Regions from separate parts of the Mus musculus genome. Here all the other regions are linked to region 1. A link is a contact called in public ChIA-PET and HiChIP or PLAC-seq data. All regions are on one chromosome and are shown on one strand. Each heading gives the region's core, a stretch centred on a gene start, on an enhancer-like site or on the middle of the called end of the contact. The rest is flanking DNA. Distances are from core to core; before and after follow the strand shown. Region 1 overlaps Wwox (WW domain-containing oxidoreductase). Region 2 overlaps Wwox (WW domain-containing oxidoreductase). Region 3 overlaps Wwox (WW domain-containing oxidoreductase). Region 4 has its middle 130 kb from the start of Gm39256.

Region 1 (3,503 bases), core at 271-2,770:
TCTAGCCCAGTCTCGTGGAGACCACTCTAGTTTCCATTTTTCTCAGATGATAATATCTACAGAGAGGGTCCTCCAATTGTGGGTATATCACTTCTCTAACATGTGGCCCATGTTTAGAACCACACAATACTTATTAATCACCACAATTAGTATCTCTTGTGGGCTGCTGAGATTACCCTCTGCTGAACTCCCAACATTCAAAGAGAATTCACCACAATCCCCCCAATGAACAGTGACAGCAATGAAGGCCCATGAGGCTCCCTTTTAAAGCTGAATGGGCACACAGTTTACCTTCCCCCTTCAAAGGAGACCCTGTGTTGTGTAGCTTTTCAGTTTACTTTTCTTCCTAATGCTAAACTTGGGGAGCGAGCATGATGAACTCAACATATCCTGAACATAACCACTATCAGCCAGGGGATCAAGTCCAATTAGCTTGGCACCCCCATACCCTTCTAAAATTCAATGTACAAGGTGCACACAAAAATCGCGTTTTCAGGAAGTCATCTGGAAGGTGAAGACAGGAGATGTCTCTGTCATGTTCTAGCTGCCTAGCAGACTTATTAACCTTAAATTGTTTTATTTCTAACAACATGTATGCCTATGGGAGATAGGCACGTGTGCACAGGTGTTCTCAGAGGCCAGAGACAATGGAACTCCCGGAGCTGGAGTTACAGGTGGTTGTGAGCTGCCTGCAGTGGCTGCTGGGAGCCGAACTCAGGTCCTCTGCAAGAGCAGTGTGCACTTTTAACTTCTGAGCCAGCCATCTCTCTAGCTTCTGACCCTTTCCCTATCTGTAGAGTATGCCTTGTAAGCATGGAGACCTGCATTTGATCTCAGGACCCATGCTTTTAAAAAAAATGCCAGGGATGGTGACAGATGCTTATGGTCCCAAGTTGAGGAGGTGGAGGCCAATGGATCCTTGGAGCTTGTGGGTTAGCATAGAAGAATTGAAGAGCCCCAGGACTCAGTGAGAGACCCAGCCTCAAAACAAAGCCCCCACTCCCACCCCCAACAAAATAAACTCCCAAACAGCATGAATATATGAGTGCCTAAAGAATGACATTGGAAGTTCACACACACGCAAGGTAGGGCACACAAGCACACTCACTCGATGGTAGGACTCCACCTTTCTATACTCAAACTAGGGGTTGCCTCTGGCTAGGATCTTTGAATTGTCGCACTAGCTCAGTATTTTTCCGGTCTCTCAAGCTTCCAGGAAGAGTGAACCCATTATCCATTTTAGTCTGGAGGACCCTGAGAAACTTCACAGAAAAAGCATGTTTTCCCCTGGAAGGCTGTTTTGAGAAGGGCACCATCGTGCACTCACTGGATGGCCCCTGTTGACATGCCGACTCTGGGGGTGGTTCAGCAGGGGATCTGGGTGCCTGAGAAAAGGAGTGAAGAAATTTTTAAAAAAAGTAAGAAACCAACCGAGAAAACCCAAGAGAAACCGAAAGACTGCACGCTGGAACAAAAGGGAGGGGGCAGCCAGCCTCAGGACCTGGGCGGTTAAGGAACTGGCTTCGACAGGAAGTGGGCAGGAGGCTGTTTTCAGTACACTCATGGGAACTGAGCTGGAAAGTGCTGTGGTGAGGGTCTGTGGAAAAAGAGGGCTCTAATCAAGCTATAAATATCTGTTGCTTTGAAGTTTTATGACCAACAATTAATGTTACTGGAAGGCACATCAAGAGCTATTTCTTAACTTGGTGGGTCTGAGTGGGCCAGGGTCAGGGTATGAGTCTAGCCTCATGGGAGGCTGTCCTTACACATTCCTCCCTCTCTCTCTCTCTCTCTCTCTCTCTCTCTCTCTCTCTCTCTGCTATAAAATAGTACACAGGTGTCTAGAGGCATACACCACAGTTCATGGTCATCTAGCCCAACCATCCATCCATCCATCCATCATCCATCCATCCATCCATCCATCCATCCATCCATCTATCATCCATCCATCCACCCACCCATCCCTTCGATCATTAATATGTGTTTATTCAAGATCATATTCAGTAAGGAACAGCTAGACAAAACCCTTGAGGCAGGGTGGAGGTTTGGGGAATGCACTTTCTTTTAGTTGGGAAAGGAGAAAACAAATAAAAAAATCATGTCTGGGAATGAGAAGTGCTCTCAACCATTCAGAAGTCTGTGCTAAAAACTAGAAGCTCACTCTAGAGGCTGTGCGAAGGAACCTTTTCTGTGGGAAGTTGCTGCAAACAGAGGCAGAGGCAGAGTATAGTGGAGCAGGGAGCCACCAAGTACCAAAGTTCTGGGGCGTGTGCATCAGTGGACCTCAGGATTCAGGAGTCCTGGCCACTGCTTGCTCTGAAAGTCTTGAACGGGCTGTGGATTGTTCCCAGTTATACACTAAGAGCTCCCTAAGGTCTTATTTGGTTGTGCCAAATGTCAGCTTATCATTTCTGTAATATGCTGCCCTCGAACTTGAATTTTCTCCCACTATAACAAAACAATGGCAGAACTCGTCGAATCCCATTCAACCCCTCATCTCCTGCTTTCAGGCACACACTGATTTGTACGCTCACTGTGGCCTCAGTAGTAGGCTTCTGTCTGGAATCACATTTGTGCTCTTCCATAGGTTCAGGAGCACAGTTCTTTGTTCCCCACTGTAGGTCTATCTTCATGAGGGAAGACATCAGGAGTTGTGGGAATCTAGGATCTTGGCTTCTGGAACCTGAGATGACCCGGCAAAAGGTCATAGCACAATCTGGAAATGTTTGACCTTTGCAAAGGAGTACCTGAAAGGTACCTTCTAGTGCCTGACTCAGTGGTGCCCACCTAAGAATGCTCTTACTCATTTGATAGAGCAGCTCACTGAAAATCTCGGATAGAACAACGTCTGTTTTTCAGTGTGGACGTCTCCACTTGTGGGATAGCATTTTCTCCTTAAAGGAGTGCATAATTCAAATAACTTCCTTTTCAGGTTCTCTCTCTCTCTCTCTCTCTCTCTCTCTCTGTCTCTCTCTGTCTCTCTCTGTCTCTGTCTCTCTCTCTCTCTCTCTCTCTCTCTCTCTCTCTCTCTGTGTGTGTGTGTGTGTGTGTGTGTGTGTGTGTTTTAAGAAGGGATTTCTTCTTAGTTTCCTTGGGTGCAAGGATCAGTTTGTGACTGATAGGATTCATTACACACATGTTTAGCTCGCCCATTATTAAGGCTCTAACAATATTAAAATCTAAATAGATACAGAGAGTGAAGAAGCCTTTGGGAGCCAGTAATCCATTGTACTGGCTTTCTTGAAATTAGCAATAAAATGGCAGCCCGTTGGCCTGTTTTCCTCTTTCACCACTATGGTAACAGAGCCATAAGCTGTATCACTCAGTTGACCCTAAAGGATCAGTTCATTCTCTGCTTGGGACCCCAAGCTCCCTTTGTCCCCATCTCTGCACCATGAAACCCCATGCATCTCCCAGGAGCTAAGCTCTCACTACCCTGAAATGGGTCGTGGGTCTCAGGCCGATCCAGGGAAGAGGCTCATGTCTCGTTAGTACATTAGGTA
Region 2 (3,503 bases), core at 694-3,193, 420 kb before region 1:
TTGACTGCAGGATATTTATTATTCAGCGATAATAATAAATCGCTGCTTATAAAATCCAGGGAATCGAGTGTCGCGGAGGGGAGGAAGGGGAGAGCTGCGAGAGCCAGAGGTCCAGCCAGGCCCAGGCTATTAATCATCGCCCTCCATTATTTCTCGAAGATTCATTCATTGTTCCATAGGTACCTAGAGGGTCAATTAGAGACCACAGACAGGCTTTTTCAAAGACACAGGAGGGTCAATTAGGCCCTCCTTATAATTTTATGCTTTACCAGCAAATGCCAGCGTATTGCACATCAGACTCGGGGAGGTTGGAGATAAACATGGTATTTTTTCCCCTCCTCCTTTGGAGAGAAAGAGGATCCCAACAAGGAGAAATGGAGATGGGTAGTAACCGGTCGGTCACACACGGCTCACAGGCAGTAAGTCTATGTATGGGTCAGTGGAAGGCAACAGGATTTGGTGACCAACCCTGACTTGTGAAGAGCAAAGTTCTCGTGGGGTCAGAGCCTCCGGAATGGTCAGGGACCTTCCGTGATGGAAGGCTCTCGTCCCTTATTAGAGGTGGTTCATTTATCTTAGGTGCCATCTTAACCGTGCAGGCAGGAGAGTATAATTGTAAGCTATAACAAAGAGTATAAGTAGTACTGAGCCCATGGTGATTTGAGTCAGGAGAGACTGGCCTGACCCGGGCTTGAGTCTCGGTGCCCACCATAGCCACCGTTCATGTTTCAGAAGAATTGGGCCAGTGTCATACACATATTGTTTTGCACTATCTTACGGTTCAAGGTTGGCAGCACATTTACATGTTGCCACAGATTACAATAAAAATGAAAGAAAGAAATTGTTCCTAGTAAGAAATAGACGAAGGCCGAGGACTATATCTTGGTGGCTAGCATGTGTGAGGTACTGGGTTTGATAGAGGGGAGGACATAGAAGAGAGAATATCCCAAGACCAGCACCCACATCGACTGCTTTTCCAAGTAGAAGATTACACACTGACTCTGCCCATTCCTAAACATTCAGTCTTGTTAACAGGTCTTTGTATGGATTGGTGCATCTCTCTGCCTGGAATGTTCTATCCAAAGCTAGCTGCAGGTCTTTCTTCTTCTTCCTCCTCTTCTTCCTCCTCTTCCTCTTCTCCTCTTCCTCCTCCTCTTCCTTTTCCTCTTCTTCCTCCCCTTCCGCCTCTTCCTCCTCTTCCTTCTCCTCCTCTTCCTCCTCTTCCTCCTCCTCCTTTTCCTCCTCTTCCTCCTCCAGACTGAGTCAGGCAAGTTGGCATCCTCTGTAGTCCCCACAGTACCCTCTCAAGTCATAGGACCATGTGATATCTGTTTACTAGCCTGCTGGGCATCATACACTGCCACCCTGAGCATGTGTGTGCCAAGAGATACAGTTGAGTCTGGCAGGAGCCCAGCATGGGAGAAGGAAAGTGGTAGAGGAGGAGCCAGGAGATAGAGCAAAAGTCTCCTGACGGCTCCCAAGACCCAGCCTACTGTAGATCCTCCCGTCATGGGAAAGATCATCACCAGGAATGTTTAGGAATAGTGCGACTGTCAGCAGAATGGTGGGGTGGGTGTCAAGAGCAGTGTCGTCAGCTGTGGAAGACATTCTCCAGACAATGAATGAGTGGAAATGACTTCACCCACTTCCCCTTCCTCACCAGGACCCTTGCATCACCTTGGATCTAGCATCACTTGTCACATATGTCAGGAATCAAGGACTCTGGGAGCAGTGTGGTCAGCAAAAGGCACAATTAGTCATGTGTGAGCGTTTTGTGTATTCCACGTAGCTTTCCCTTTTTTTTTTCTTTCTTGAACTGCTCCCCTCGAGGGAAACCCACTTCCGGCATGAGTTTCTTGATGGGGTGTTCTAACTAAGGGCTTTAGTCATGTGAACATAAACAGGAAGGTCCTCACCCCACCCATCTCACAGACCCGGAGCAAACAGACATAGACCACAAGTCTCACCCAACCTTCTCTGTTTCCTCAGTGTATGCCCTGGCTTACAGTCTAATGCAGGAGGGCCAGTTCCCAGCTTCCTCCCAAAGCTACATTTTTCTGTTTGTCTGAAATAACTCAGATCTCAGGAGTTTGCTGTTACATTGCTTCACAGAAATGAGTGAGTGGTGCTCTCTCTCTCTCTCTCCCTCTCCCTCTCCCTCTCTCTCTCTCTCTCTCTCTCTCTCTCTCTCTCTCTCTCTCTGGTATACTTTGGGTATAAGAAGGAACTTACAAATCCACTCCTTTTTCCCTTCTCTCTGTAGTTTGACAGATTATAGGAGGTGGGATGATATTTTTACGTACAAATATCCATTGCAGAGATCCTTTGGACATAGTAACATAGAAGAAAGCATATTCTTTTTGTAGCCTAAATCCTCAATACTGTTGGTATATGAGGATGTTGATTTCTGATTTTATCTAACACTTGGCATGGGAAAGGAATTTCACTAGCTACTACTAGCCTGAACTCACGCCTGCCTAGCATATCACCACTGTCAAGGAAAATAACAGTGATAAGTATTGTTTTGGAACCAACCTTTTCTAACTAAAAAAAACCAGAGCTGTGGCGATTAGGGTTTTATGCTCTATAGGAACAGTGATTGTGAAAGCTAATAAAAATATTTAAAAAAAAAAAAGGCAGAAGAGAAGTTCTACTTAGGGTTCTTTAAGCTGGAGTTCTTGCTTTCTGCTCTGTTTGTGTGTGCGCCATCCCTGTGTAACAAATCAGCATACACTTGGCAACTCTAGCCCATATCAATGGCTGCAGTTCTATAGGTCGAAAGTAAGGGCCCATTATAGCTGTGTTATCATCTCTGAACCTCAGGAAGACCGTGGGGCATCAGCTGGAGCTGCACTCCTGTCTGCGGACACTGGAGGGAAATCCACTGCCACGTTCGTTCAAGGTGTTGGCAGAATTTAGTCCCTTAAAGCTACAAGACTGAGGCTTGAGGTTCCTCTTCAGTCATAGCAGGTGGCTGCCGTCTGCTACCGGAGGCCACCCACCCGTGTCCCTTGACACCCCAGGAGAAGCAGCAGCGACCCACAGATGAAGTCCCTTTGAGGTTTGAATCTCCCTCACTTTCTCGACGCTGCTGTCTGAACACAAATAGAGGGACTTACGTGACTTGGGCACCGAGTTTGGAGCTTTCGATAGCATATGTAAAATCTGTTTAGAATAAATGCACTGACAGATCAATGCCTGGGAGAAGCCCATGTGTACACGGTGGGTCTCTTCAATGGCTGAATTCAACACGCTGTCTTCTCTGTGCCACAGAGTTCCCCACTTGGAATCATGACATGGAGGATTGCCGGGACCATCGAGTGAGTGGTTGTCACTTGTTAGCCCTGTGGTAGCAGACAGGCTTTCCACAGATACCCTCCCAGTTTCCCTTTCAGCTGTGCTGGTTAGGCACAGAACAATGTGAGGCAGGAGAAAAAAAATAAGCCTGGAGAGGTCTGGCATGTGACCTCTACCATGTCAGCCTTGCACAGTGCTCTGCTGAG
Region 3 (3,503 bases), core at 273-2,772, 350 kb before region 1:
TGTTGATACAATCAGCCGCTCTCCAGCTCAGATGAAAGCTTCGATAACACAGAATGCAAGAGGAGGGAGCTAAGGGTTGTTGACTTCCTACTACACATCACTGGCTCCACTAGACACCTCAGAAACCTCAGCACGAAATACCTTGTCACCAAACCTGATATATCAATATGCTTAAGCATCAGACACTGAGAGCTGATGATTACAATAGAGGCATCCAGTTGGGGCATAGTCTCTGCTCCTGTTCTTTGGAATAAACAGGCTCCCGATTCAATGATGTTTTGCTTCTGTGGTTTCTTTCTCTTCCTGTTAGAAAATGTGGTGGCTGCTCCCCACCCCCCACCCCCACCTCCCCCACCCCTCACCCGATCACCCCAGCTCCTTTTGCTTACTGGAAGGGAACCTCTTTACTCCTGCTCTGAGACTCCCTTTAACCTTTCTGATTAATGGAAACTGGGGAAACAGTGGTTGACATCCAGAACCCAAGGGTGGTGTGGCTGTAAGGGCAGCATAGGGAGGTGCGGATAGGAGGCTCAGAGGGATCATGGGCAGCCAGCCTAGCCTACTAGACAAGTTAAAAGCCAGCGAGAGACCCTGTCTCAGAAGAAAAAGGAGGCTCATGGCCTGAGAATGAGCACCAAAGATTGACCTCTGACCTCCACATGCATGTGCATAGACGTTCACATGCACCGGCACTTGTGCACACACACACAAACATTCTTACACACAAAGACACACCGAAAAATGATAATTGGTGGATTTTTAAAAACTCCATATTTCTGAAATTCAAAGCATCCTTGCAAAATAAGTGCCCAACGACAGACGGTGACAAGAACAGGCCACTTAGCCTGGAAAGTAAAACGGGGAAGACATGCCCCACCCTCTCCACAGAAAAGGGTGCAGAAGGCCTTCAACCTCCAGGCCACCCTGTGATAACTGCTTCACGCAGTCAGAGCCAAGGCCTGGTCGGGGGCCCATTCTTCCTCTGGCCCTAGTTAGGTACCTACTGGGCTTGAGCTTACTCCCCTGGCCCTGAAGGGTACCGAGGAATGTGGGCTGACAGAAAGTGAATCACATGCCTTGAGTGCCTACCACTGCCACCAGATTCTACCTGATCCTCCTTGTTGCCCTATGGCGATCAGCCCCTTCCCCCTGATGGTGCAGGCAGGCTAGTCACCAGATTCCCTAAATGGAAGACTGGCTGCTTTCTAGAGCTTTTTTTCTTCTGCATGGGCAGAGGATTCCCTGTGGCCCAAGTGGACAGGGTGGAACAGGTGGCATCCAGCAGGCTCACCCAGTGCCTGTGTGGTATGTGGCTTCTCTCCAAGACACCTGCTCTGCTAATACACACACACACACACACACACACACACACACAGGCACGCTCGCTCTCCAGAGCTCTCCCACCACTCTCAAGCTCTCCTGATCCTTTACAGTAAACACCGCCCTCAGCATGTCTCCTCTAGACAGTTTCAAGATGAGGAAGGTGCCGTTTGTAGTCCCTATTAATAGATGGGCCACCTGCAGCTCTGAAGCTGGCTGGCAAGGGTGGAGTGACTTGCTGAAGGCCCCTGGTGGCTGGGGTTTGTCAGTGTCTGAGCCCAAGAGCTTGCTGGAGTCTGGCTTGCTTTTCTTGAATCTCGCTGCCTCCTCCTTATGACTCACTGTCCTTTCCCATCTTCCTTCCTTCCTTCCTTCCTTCCTTCCTTCCTTCCTTCCTTCCTTCCTTCCTTCCTTTCTTCCAGGGTTTTCTCCCAGGCAGGCAGCTTCAGAAAGGGACAGTCCTGCCGGCCTTGGGCTCTGATAAGATCTGTCTGGGCTGCCTTTGTCTGGGCTGTACCTGCCGTTTCCTGAATGGCCCTGTTAATTGCAATTGACTCTCACAGAATGCAGAGATTGGTGCCACTTGACACCAGATGGATGGCCATGACTTTTCCAGGTGCCCCAATGCAGGCTGGAGGGGAGAGGGGGGAGGGAGGAGGGGGGCAGGGCACTGGAGCGAATCCAGTTACAATAAAGTGCATCAGAACTGGAACTGGGCAGCTTTTTTGTTTCCTCTCTCTTCCTACTCACCGCCTCCATAGTGAAAGGACTGTAAAAGAACTCTGGAGTTCCTCTGGAGAGGTGGTGGAGAGTTAATTTCCTGCTGTAGCAGGCTTCTTGTCCTTTATCAGCTTCTAGCAGCCCTGGGCTAAATAGAAAACCCATTTTAGTGGTAGACAGACTGAGGCTGAAGAACCAGCCTGCTGTCCGATGTGCGTATTTGTTGTTTATTGGGTGGTACGGTGGGAGTGGAATAGGGACTGGGAACCGAGAGCCGGTTCAGCTGAGAGCCCCAAGGCCCCTGGAGGCCTTCTGTCGTCACCTGCTCCAACCCACGGAACTTCAGGCAGGGCATCAACGTGGCAGATGGGAGGCCCTGGTTCCAACAGTCCCCATAGATCATTTTGTAGGACCCTCCCATCAAATCTGTGGGGTCGGAATTATCCTGTCATTCTGTACATGAGAAAACCAAAGCTTGTGAAAGGTAATGTGTGTGTGTGTGTGTGTGTGTGTGTGTGTGTGTGTGTGTGTGTGTGAGAGAGAGAGAGAGAGAGAGAGAGAGAGCATACTCACATGATCCTGTTCAAGGTCACATGACGGTTCATTAGCAAACTGAGTAAACTCCTGTTAGTTCTAAGGACAGTTGCCCTGGGTTCCAGAAACACAGTGGTTTTCTCCGATTGAGCTGTGTGGTCAGGGCCAAGGCAGAGCAGGGACCTTATGGCCATTGGAAAAATCAAAAAAGAGGATTTTTTGGGTGTTTTTGTTTTTGAGGGGGGGGGGGATACATTGGGTTTCCTTCTTAAATTCAGTACATTGTTGGGTGACTCCACCACTCAAGACACACTCCAGATACAAGAGTAAGAATGTTAAGCTGTCAAACAGTGACTTCATTTTCGTTTACACCAAGGCCACGAGGTAAAGATGTATTAGGTATTAATTTAAAAAAAGAAAAAAAAAGCTTTGAGTCATGGCATCCATCAGGGGGACCTCCATGAGTCCAAGGTACTCGCAGCTCTAAAAACAGACCTTGGACGGAGGGGGAGGGGCGGGGTGGGAGGTTCAAGTTCACCTTCAGCCTCTCCTCTGGGAGGCTGAGACAGGAGTTGGATACTGCTTGAACCCTGGATTAAAGTGTGAGTCTCCAAAAGTCAGAACTCTGGGGGTGACTCTCAGCAGGTCCGTGGAGAGCATCTCAGAAGTCACAAGCCTGCGCTCTCCTAACACCCTCAAGGAAACATTTCACTTCCAAATTCAGCTTTCTGATCTTCAGCATGGGTGCTCTGAGCTAGGGTTCTAGCACGCAACCTTGACGGGGTGGCACCTACAGGCTCCTCCTGTAGGTGGCGCTGTGACCAGCCCAGTAACCACATTGTCCATTTCACCTGCCTTCTTCCCTGCTGGTACTATCTGACCTCTGGGCTTTGGTATCCTAGATGCCTACTAGAGAAGGGCTTTGGGTC
Region 4 (3,503 bases), core at 382-2,881, 280 kb after region 1:
GCTCATTTGATTTTCAAATAATTAGTACCCAGTACTCATTCATGCTATCTACAACTACTGCTTCAAAACCCTCGACACCTCCTTCTGACCCTGCTTCTGTCTAAGAAGAAAAAAGATTTTTTCAGTTTGGGAAAATGAGATATCCTCTCTATCCCATATCAGTTTAGGTTGGCTTGTCTCTGTACAGCTGTCCCATGTTTCCAGAATATTCTTTAACTGCCTACTTCATACGGCATATAAGTATGTGCACCTGTGTGTGTGTGTGTGTGTGTGCACAGACACACACACACACATCTGAACTTGGTTGTTAATGGGCATGCATATGAGCACACCCCTTAATGTGGAATGTGAGGAGATACAGTGTGTACTGAAGCACTGTGGCCTTGGCGGATTCTAGCTGGGAGCTGGGTTTATTTGGGCCATATTGCTTTTCTCGACCACTTTCCCTGACCTCCCGCATTACTGTCTGTGGATTATTATTATTGTTATTATTATTTTTTTTTTACTGAGGGAGATGCTTAGGTATGGTCCGGAGGAGATAAGTGATTTGGTCAAATCGCAACTGCCAAAGCTGGAGATTCCGGAGTACTTTAATAGCTCTGGCTGACCTCTAAATGAAATGCCACCTTTGGTTATTAACATGTCTCTCTCTACTTTTATGATATTTCGGAATATAATTTGTCACAGTTTTTATCTGCACAGAGCAAGCTTTAAGCTTTTAAAAAATGTGAGTTATCTTTTTACAACTGCTAACAATTACACATCATGGACAGGCTGTTCTGAAAACCAATTATGAAAACCCTGGCCTGGAGCTGGTGTAGGGACTCTGGAGTGGTGCTCGCTGCTCTGAGTTGTAGATTTCTGAAACTTGGCTATGGAGCTGCCTCACCTTTAGAAACCCGGAGCCAGATGCCAGGTTTAAAAACGGCCTGCAGATCTGGGAGATAGGACAGGTCCAAAGAAATGAGCTGTCCTTGTTCCGTATGGACATCTGATAAGCAGGACTTGAGGCTGTTCCAGGTTGGAAGAGTGAAGGGTTTGCTTACTCTAAAAAGTCCAGAGATTATTATCAGGAGGGCATTTCTGGGCTACTGTGCCTCAGATCTTGGGAACTGCATTTGTTCTGCATTGCCCAGGTGCTGCTGCTGGGTTTCAGCTTAGCAATGACTTTTGCCTCTCCCTTCTTGTTCTCTGTGGCTTAGCTGAGGAAAAGTGTCAAGTTCCACTAGGGCTGCTCATTACTCTGTGTCCCCGTTCTTGAGCCAACTGGGTTTCAATTCTGGCCCTGAAACCCTGTTTGAATGATCTGCCTAGTGTCTCTCTGCCCCCAGCTTCTTCTTCTTCTTCAGGTAGCAGAATGGAATAAGAGATGCAGAACATTTTGAAGGATGCCCAGTGAGTCGGTGAATCTACTGTGGTCATTGTGCTATCTCTGTCATTGTCCTTACAATGCAGCACATGCTGAGGGGCACACCACTTGCCCCATGATCATCAAAAGACACAGGCAACTGGCTCAGCCAGGACAGCTTTCTTGCCAATTTTTTTCTAAGGTCTTATATTGTGGCAGTTGAGATTACAGCGAAGAGATGGCAGGAAATGGTATGAAAACCAGGGGCAGATTTTTCAAATATGAGATTGAAGGAAACATATGTGGTTAGACCACGAAGAAAGTAGGGCATAGAGTAAAATGGGGTGCCCTGAATGTGGGCTCACCCACTCTCCAGGTGCAGCTCCCCTCCAGTCCCTAGGGGGGCCCCTTGTTCCCAGGCACCTTCCACCTCCAGGAAGGGCTCTTGGGTCAAAGCACCTTGTATCACTTAGTTCCCTAGGGTTCATGGCAAAGCTAATGTGTCCCTGTCTCCCAGCCACGAAGCAAAGGCAACTTGAGAAATAATAAAGGGAAGATAGGCAGAATGGGGAAGGGGAGAAAGAAGAGAGAGGAAAGATGGGAGAGAAGAGAGTATAGGGATAGAGAGAAGGAAAGGGATGGGGAAGAACAGAGAAGAAGAAGGAGGAGGAGGAGGAGGAGGAGGGGAGGGGGAGGAGGGAGAGGAGAGGGGAAGAAGAAAAGAGAGGAGGACAGAAAGAAGAGAAAGAGAAGGAGGAAATTGAAGAGGCTATGAGAGAGGAAGAGAAAGATGAGGAGGAGGAGGAGGAGAGGAGGGGAAGGACAGGGAAAAGAAAGAAGTAGGGAAGGAAAAGGAGGAGGAGAAAGAATAGAAGGAAGAGAGCAAATTGGAGTATGGGGAGGAGGAAGAAGAGAAAGATGGGAAGGAGAAAGAGGAAGAGGCGGAGGAAGAAAGGTGGGGAGGAGGAAGAGGAGGGCAGGCCAAGGATAAGGAGGAGGAAAAGTAGGAAGATGTGGAAGAGGAGAAGAAGGAAGAAAGGGGGAGATGAAGGAGGACGAAGAGGAGAATGGGAAAGAGAGGAAGAGAAGAAGGAGGAGAAAGAAGGAAGTGGATAAACGGAGGCTCATTAGTTACCTACCTATCCTGGTTACAGGGTTTCATATATGACCTCACTTAAGCTATGTGGTTAGCCCAGGCAGGCTTTACAATATTCACTGAGGAGGATTTTACAGTGATGTGGGATGCAAGTTTAGTGGGGTCTGTGCATGGGGACAGGAGCGCTTGCCCGATGCTCACCCTAAGCCACCCATGCTAAGTAACTGCCACAGATGGAATGAAGATAAAGAAGAATGAAAACAACCTTCCCCTACTCCACCCTGGCAGGCCCACGGTTCTGAAGCTACCTCCCAGGCATCGGCTCCAAGAAGGCTCAGAACTTTTCCTGCTGTAGTCTTTGCCTGAGGCTGGGGATTTCCTCTGCTTCTCAATGGGTTGAACCATAGGGGACACCCCAATAACTGTGCACTGGCCCTCCCCTGGCAGCCCCTGCCTTCTCTTAAGAGAACAATTAAAAGACCGTCTTCCAGGAAGTGATTATTCTTTGTTCTTCTCCTCCTCTCCAGGACCACTGTCTGCTCCAACCTCAAGGGTAGAGCATTCATTCCCTTTGCTCAGTGTCCCCTGGCAGGAAATCTATGTAGAAAGGATGGGAGGATGGGAGAGACCCTATCAGGGCTTGCTTCCTTTACATTAGTTTGCTTCTGTCATTTCCCATCCCTCTCCCAATCTGCCAATCTGTTTTGGCGTGCACACACAGACACACACACACGGTTTGCTGGTCTGAAGCAAGGTTTCCATCGAGTCTAATCTAGATCTGGAGGCTTGACTCCCAGTGACCTCACTGGGGGCCTGGCTCTTCTCCACCCACTGGGATTCCAGAGACCAGAGTGATGGCTGGTAAACACAGAGGACTGGCCCAGCTGCTTCTGAGCTGGCAGAACCATCACAAGCTGCAGAGATGCTAGGCACCTTCTGCTTCATTCGCCTGACAGACCCCTAAGTCTCTCAGGTAAGGATTGTGCAGAAAGTCACAGTCTTTGTCTTCTGGGGTTTCTGCCCCGTAGACCTTCCTGCTCAGTAAACACTCTGTCTGTG

Evidence for each region. ChIA-PET counts read pairs in DNA pulled down with a chosen protein or histone mark. HiChIP or PLAC-seq counts read pairs in DNA pulled down with a chosen protein or histone mark.
Region 2: an H3K4me3 HiChIP or PLAC-seq map of the 230-238 cell line shows a contact between it and region 1, with 3 times the contacts expected there. The contact joins two enhancer-like sites. A contact is called at or near these places in 2 of 484 Hi-C or Micro-C datasets (CD8 T cells and pre-pro-B cells) and 2 of 115 datasets of contacts at active chromatin or transcription factors (the 230-238 cell line and memory CD8 T cells).
Region 3: an RNA polymerase II ChIA-PET map of memory CD8 T cells shows a contact between it and region 1, with 18 read pairs. The contact joins two enhancer-like sites. A contact is called at or near these places in 1 of 484 Hi-C or Micro-C datasets (CD4 T cells) and 2 of 115 datasets of contacts at active chromatin or transcription factors (embryonic basal ganglia and memory CD8 T cells).
Region 4: an H3K27ac HiChIP or PLAC-seq map of DN3 thymocytes shows a contact between it and region 1, with 5 times the contacts expected there. The contact joins two enhancer-like sites. A contact is called at or near these places in 1 of 484 Hi-C or Micro-C datasets (bone marrow-derived macrophages) and 3 of 115 datasets of contacts at active chromatin or transcription factors (DN3 thymocytes, bone marrow-derived macrophages and regulatory T cells).

What each region holds. Positions count from the first base shown.
Region 1 is chr8:115,232,746-115,236,248 of GRCm38.p6, forward strand. All of the region lies in intron 8 of Wwox (WW domain-containing oxidoreductase), which reads left to right. Among named protein-coding and RNA genes, the nearest start is that of Gm39257, 270 kb to the left of the region's middle. Within about 2 kb of position 1,521, at least 74 of the 459 cell types and tissues checked have an H3K27ac peak or open chromatin away from gene starts, as enhancers often do. A contact at or near this core is called in the 230-238 cell line, CD8 T cells, DN3 thymocytes and 2 more, where this site is marked.
Region 2 is chr8:114,813,613-114,817,115 of GRCm38.p6, forward strand. All of the region lies in intron 8 of Wwox (WW domain-containing oxidoreductase), which reads left to right. Among named protein-coding and RNA genes, the nearest start is that of Gm16118, 110 kb to the left of the region's middle. Within about 2 kb of position 1,944, at least 88 of the 459 cell types and tissues checked have an H3K27ac peak or open chromatin away from gene starts, as enhancers often do. A contact at or near this core is called in the 230-238 cell line, CD8 T cells and memory CD8 T cells, where this site is marked.
Region 3 is chr8:114,880,784-114,884,286 of GRCm38.p6, forward strand. All of the region lies in intron 8 of Wwox (WW domain-containing oxidoreductase), which reads left to right. Among named protein-coding and RNA genes, the nearest start is that of Gm39257, 79 kb to the right of the region's middle. Within about 2 kb of position 1,523, at least 79 of the 459 cell types and tissues checked have an H3K27ac peak or open chromatin away from gene starts, as enhancers often do. A contact at or near this core is called in memory CD8 T cells, where this site is marked.
Region 4 is chr8:115,513,015-115,516,517 of GRCm38.p6, forward strand. No RefSeq gene overlaps it. Among named protein-coding and RNA genes, the nearest start is that of Gm39256, 130 kb to the right of the region's middle. Within about 2 kb of position 1,632, at least 18 of the 459 cell types and tissues checked have an H3K27ac peak or open chromatin away from gene starts, as enhancers often do. A contact at or near this core is called in DN3 thymocytes and regulatory T cells, where this site is marked.